Regions from separate parts of the Danio rerio genome. Here region 1 is linked to region 2. The links are chromatin contacts, called in public Hi-C maps. All regions are on one chromosome and are shown on one strand. The core of a region is the stretch at or near the end of the contact, and the rest is flanking DNA. Distances in the headings are between cores, read along the strand shown.

Evidence for each region. Hi-C and Micro-C count contacts between places; a contact is called where the count stands out from the background.
Region 1: a contact with region 2 is called in a Hi-C map of fibroblasts, with 4 times the contacts expected there. The contact joins the promoter of arl4ab here to the enhancer-like site in region 2. A contact is called at or near these places in 7 of 18 Hi-C or Micro-C datasets (caudal fin, embryo, fibroblasts and 3 more) and 2 of 4 datasets of contacts at active chromatin or transcription factors (caudal fin and gastrula embryo).

What each region holds. Positions count from the first base shown.
Region 1 is chr19:33,799,597-33,802,699 of GRCz12tu, forward strand. It overlaps arl4ab (ADP-ribosylation factor-like 4ab), which reads right to left and starts at 1,483. Exons shown (of 2, transcript NM_200318.2): 1 at 1,345-1,483; 2 at 1-693. The coding sequence starts at 561.
Region 2 is chr19:33,706,530-33,709,575 of GRCz12tu, forward strand. All of the region lies in intron 1 of LOC141379126 (a long non-coding RNA gene), which reads left to right. Among named protein-coding and RNA genes, the nearest start is that of arl4ab, 93 kb to the right of the region's middle. Within about 2 kb of position 1,717, at least 10 of the 62 cell types and tissues checked have an H3K27ac peak or open chromatin away from gene starts, as enhancers often do.

The DNA.
Region 1 (3,103 bases), core at 233-2,732, 93 kb after region 2:
GATCATGGTGTGGAGGCGTTCAAGGCCTTCTTGGAGACCTTCTCCGATGATGGCACAAGCCGGTTGGAGGTGCCAGGGTGTATGGGAACCGAGCTCATTCAGCGCCAACATCTGTTCAACTTCAGAGAGGGGCAAAGCGCTACGCAGGTCCTGCTTGTTAGCCACCACCAGCACAGGCACCCCCAGGTTCTCCTGAAGCCGTGTGATCTTATGTAGCTCCGTCTTGGCTTCCTCCATGCGTTCTGCATCTACCGAGTCCACCACAAACACAAGGCCATCGGCACACCGTGTGTATGAGCGCCAGAGTGGTCGGAGCTTCTCCTGACCCCCTACATCCCAAAAGTGAAAGGTGGCAGTCCGGCTTTTAGGACCAAGATTTACTTTGATCTTCTCTGTGTTGAAGCCCTTAGTGGGAACGGTGTTCACAAACTCGTTGAAGCGTAGTCTGTACAACACTGTGGTCTTACCGGCACAGTCCAATCCGAGAATAACAATGTGCAGGGCCTGGAAGGACGGCAGGCACGGAAAGATGGCATGGGGCTCTGATAATCCATTCCCCATCTTGTTTCTCCACTCTGATGAGGATGAAAGCGAACGTGGGGACTCGGGAGACCAGGTGTCGCCGCTGCTATCGCTTCACCAAATATTCACAAGGCTTCTCTCGTTCCCCTGAGAAGCTGCTGCTCTGATAACCTGAAACCAAATGAAAAAGGAGATGATGCAATGAGGCCAGCAGTGGAGCACCATGACACACAGTTTTACAGCTCTCCTTTACTTCATCCTAAATAAGCATGCTTGTCTTTTTGTCATTCTAAAAGGGACACAGATTCATCCAGGCTGGGTGTCATTCAGTGCCAGTGATGGTGAATGAAGGATGAAACAGCAGGAAGCCTATTTGCACATGTAGCGCCACAGGGGCGCCAAAATTACGCATCGGTAAAAATCCAAGACTCGTGTCTGTCTATTCATGCTATTTTATTGTTCAACAGTAGTTGCCAGTTGCAAACAGATAAAAGCGCACGTGCTGGCCTATGTAAATGTGGAAAACACGAGTCTGTCGCAGATCTCTATGGCCAACTGTAAACGCGCTTTAGGAGTGGCACATCTCCATACATGAAGACATGAATATTATTCATCATTTTCATCCAACAAGTAATTCAACATGGCAGACGTTATCATTTTGAGCTCCAAGAATGTTTACTGGTCCCCAGAATGCTGGCTATTCGTTTCCCAAATATTAAGTTACTCTAAATTACATTATCACTCAGACTAATGATATATATCTATAATTTAAGCGTTGCCAGCACACGCATATACTAGAAAAAAGTCTTAATCGGCACCCACCTTATTTCGTGCGATCCTTCCTCCAAGCGTTAGCTCAGCAGATGAAAATGTATCCGACTATTTTCAAAATATTGTTGTCATTCAAATCAGCTGAGCCGACAAGTGTATATCCACTCCTTCTGACAGCGCCTGTTTCACTGACTCTCCGGCGAGCTGCTTCCACTCCATTCTAGCAGGGATGGCTCCGCCCACTGTGTGGAAGAATGCGCCGATTGGTTCAACCCATTGCGCTCGCGTTATTTTCCCTGCAGTTTGGATGGTCAAAAGTCAAGCCTGTCGTCTGCTTGGACACGCCTCCTCACCACCTGTTCATGTCGCTCAAGGCGTTTAAAGTTTCGGAGACGCGCTTAAAGGTGAGCCTCAGCGGCTTTTTAGAGCTGGAAAACAAAAAGAGAGCTTGTGGAGCTTTTGGTTCAGTGTGTTATCTGCAAAAAAAGCACCTCATGCTGTATTTCGTCAGTGTTTACTGAGTGAGGCACTGTTCAAACGATTCTCGAGTTGTCTGAATCATTGAGGGAACTGATTCAGTTCGTTTTGTTTGATGCTCTGCAATCTATTTAAAATATCCCAATCAAAACAGTTCTTTATTCTCTTATAGATTATAACAAAATAAATATAACAAATAAATAAACAAGGGTAACAATTTATTTTGATGGTCCAGTTGAGTATTAGACTATCTGCTTAATAGCTGTTGATACTGCTCCTTCAAGAAGAAACTGTGCAAGTAGATATAGTTTACCTTAAAATCAACGGACCATCCAAATAAAGTGTGACCCGCATGGTACAGTTTTTGTATGAGTTTGGATGCATTTTAAAGCATTTATATATTTTAAAAGATGAATGTATTTACCTAAATATGTTCTAAAAGTGCACCATTGTAAAATGTAAAAAAAATTTGAGCAAGACACAAAAAAGCTCTTCTGTTATCAGACAAAATCAGACATATCTGTATAGTTGTTTTCTGTTAATCTAAACCAGAGAAGCCCAAACTAGGGCCAGGGGGCCAAAGTTGGACCTTGGTAAACTTTGATTTGGCCCACCATCCCATCTGAGAGAGAGTGATGGGGATGGTTTCCACATTGACATTTCAAATTAATGTAACCATTTGTTTGTTTGCTTTATTGTTATTTTTAAAAGCCAACTAAAATAAAATTTCAACTAAATTATGTAAATTAATCAGATATTGTCTAAATGTACATACTACCTCCCATCAGTCCAGAGAATTTGGTGAGTAAAACAGGTCAAACGCAGATTCTGCTTGACCTGTGTATTCAGCATTGAACTCCACTGTGGTATAAACGGGATAGTTTGTTTTTATTGCAATAAGCAATAATTTTTAATATTTAAAAGGTTATACTGCATTAGATAATACAATTTAAAGTAACTTTTTCTATTTATTTTGAAATATTATGAATCAAATTTGGTATAAATACCTTCGGCCCACAGCTCTGAGTGATATTTGGTTTTTGGCCCTTCATTCGAAAAAAGTTTAGGCACCCCTGATCTAAACTGTTTTAGACTGGATTCTTTTAAAAAGCACAATGTATATTGATCTCCATCCACATTCTATTGCAGGGTGCCAAAAATGTTCACATTTATACCACAGTGGAGTTCAATGCTGAACACACAGGTTAAGCAGAATCTGCTTTTGAATTGTTTTACTCACCAAATTCTCAGCATTGTCAGGTGATATGTACATTTAGAAAAAAAAAATCTGATTATTTTACATCATTTAATTGAAACATTTAATTTCAGTTGG
Region 2 (3,046 bases), core at 467-2,966:
AACAATGTAAACATTGCAAATGATGGAAGATGAATTCAATGTGTCTCAATGAAGAAAAAGTTTGGCTTGCACATTTGATGCATCTTCCTCTGCTTGTAAAGTCGTGAACAAACACTTGGGGTTTATGTAATCGGCCAGATCAGCGAGTACAGCTCGAGTCATGAAATGTGATTATTGGCCGATACTGATCTCCGGTCCATCCCTAATGCATACTAAAATGCATATAAATGTTCACAGATTAAAATAAAAAAATATATATATATTATAAACTTTTAAGGATTTAAGATTATGTTGACTGTTAAAAGCTCATAACAGTCTTGGGAAATGGTTCATGAAGGTTCCGGCATCCGTTACTGAGTTACTATGGTTATTACTAATGTCTGAGGAAAGCACATTTGTTTAGATCTGTGATAAAAACTGGCTGAAACATCTTCCAGCCAATCAGAAACAACAGTTTCAACATATAATAAAATACTAAATTGAAGATTAATTCTACTTGCTTGATTTAAAATTATGCATTAGGGCTGAACCGATAAGCAAAATTATCGAATCGCAATAAAATTTACATCAATATCAATGATACGCTCTGGACTTTTTTAACTTTATAGATAAGAGCCAATCACACAGCAGAAATGTGCAACATTTGGAATCTTAAATACCGAATTTACCGAATTTTCGGTCACTGAAAATTTAGAGGTCGAAAAAATTTCATTTCATGGATGCTCTATTTTTTGTGGCTTCAGACATTGTTGGAGTACTCTTTTAAATCTGGAAGCTTTAACAACTTATATCGAAATATATCATTATTGTTTAATTTAGAAAATAATTAAAGAGATTGCATTTTTGCCCTATCGCCCAGCCTTAGTATGCATGAACGCCTGTTTACCATTTTTGTTGTGCTTTGTGTGTTGATCATTGTATAATATTAGCCTAATTTAATGATTTGTGTGTCTATTTGACGTGACTTCTCTCTTATTTAGTTTATAATGAAACACTGTGATATTATTTGTTCTGACAACTATGTTCAGTACTGTTCATTGTGCTTCCTCAGTATAAACAGTGAAACTACTTTGTTAAATTAGTTTCTTGTCTGAGCAAAGGAGACTTTCTTCTAAATAAAGAAGGCTTATCAGTACATGGTAGCTTTTACTTTTTAGTAACACATAAAAGGAACGTATGAAGTGCAAATGTTATCATGAACAAAATGAAACGCATATATCAGAGCTGTTTCTCAAAACATTTACTCACTGTAATTTGTTTTCAACCTCATGTGCTGTACATATAAAAAAAATGGATGCTACTCCTTTGGACATTGCAGAGATTTTGTCTTAAGTGTTCTTTTAAAGCATAACAGTCTGTATTTTTCCCTCCAAAAAGACAAATTGCAGCACATCCTTCTCGGTGTTGGACATAAACAGCTCATGTAAAGTGTTTTATGGCTGCTGGTTTGTACAGTGGCAGATACCTGGCATATTTACGGTCGTAGGGTTAACCCCCTTTGAAGGTGTCACAATTTATTTTCAACACGATCAGCCGCAGTGAAACGTTTATCCAACCTCTGACCCTCAATAATCTTTCTATAATCTTCAGTGTGAGCTTCTGACAATCCCTGGTGTGTTTGCAGAGGAAGAAGGTTTAAGGTTTCTAGAGGTGCAGATGTGCCCTTATCTCAACATCAAAACGCTCTGGAAAGCGATGAGGCTTGCAGAGATTAGACGGGTGGAAAACAAGAAGAGGCCTGCTTCCCCCGGTGGAGTCCTCACCACACGTCTCAAAGCCACTGTTTTGGTGACAGATGTGGGAGTGGCGCTGTTTGTTTGGGTTTTATGTTTCTTTTTTTGTAGCGTTGTAGTTTTTTTCTTCTACTGGGAGCAAACACAGAAAACGCAAGCACCGGGTGGATGTTTGTCTGTTTGCTCCCAATCATGCAGCGCCAGTTTAACATGGGATTTCCTTCAACTCAGTAGATGAGGAGAGCCCTCGAGACCCCTTATGAAGCTCGGAAATTTATTCTGTTCTCACTGTTTTCGTTCCCTGCTCTAATACTCTTGAGCATTTCATGGAGCGCATATGATACATCCTGCATTTCTGACACACATTGTTCTGGCAAGCATTAAAAACGGATGGTTTTCTGCTGAGAAATAGAGCAGAGAAAGCCTTAAACCCATTTCACTTCTCATGTGACTTTTTTTCTGGTTTTGGTCTGGATGTTTACAGGTTATACACTATAAAAAGTGATTTGTTGACTTTACTTAAAAATTGAGTTGACCTAAAATTATTAAGTAAATGAACTATGTGCTTAGTTAAAAAACTTAAGTCAAATTAACAGTTCCAGGTTATGAGTTTACTCAACTTTTTAAAGTAAAGTCAACTTGTTGCTTTTAATGTTACTTGTTTGCTCACATTTTTAAGTAAGTAACTACTAAGGAATCGGTAGAGTAAGAAAATTTTTTATTGTGTGACAGTATATTTTGTTCAATTTGCAACAGCTGTTTTCTGTTTATAAAGCATGCATAAAACGTTCGAGGTTACAGAAGTAACCCTTCGTTCCCCGAGGAGGGGAACGGAAGTGCCATGAATGGGAGGATTCGGATCAGAAGCAGCTTATCTGGAGAGTATTGAACGGGCCAATGAATGAAATTAATTGGCAGCGTAAGCTTGCGCAGGTGTGCGACATCTGCAATTATCTCAGCATATAAGCACACCTGAAGCCAGCAGACGCCATCCTTTTAAGCTGAAGAGACTTTCAAACAGCTAAGGGACAGTCATTATGGCGACGGAATATGGCACTTCCGTTCCCCTCCTCGGGGAACGAAGGGTTACTTCTGTAACCTCGAACGTTCCCCTTCGGTTGGGGAACTTCAGTGCCATGAATGGGAGAATATGGAAAGCGCCATAATGACTGCACCTTACCAACACCCCCGATGAGGAGATAGTCAAGCAAGCGTGACGCACCCACATCATGGGGGGCGCGGTCCTCCAACGTGTCCCTGGCCCTAATTTATCCTACTTCAACAGAAGTTTTACGGATTTAGATATATTTTTT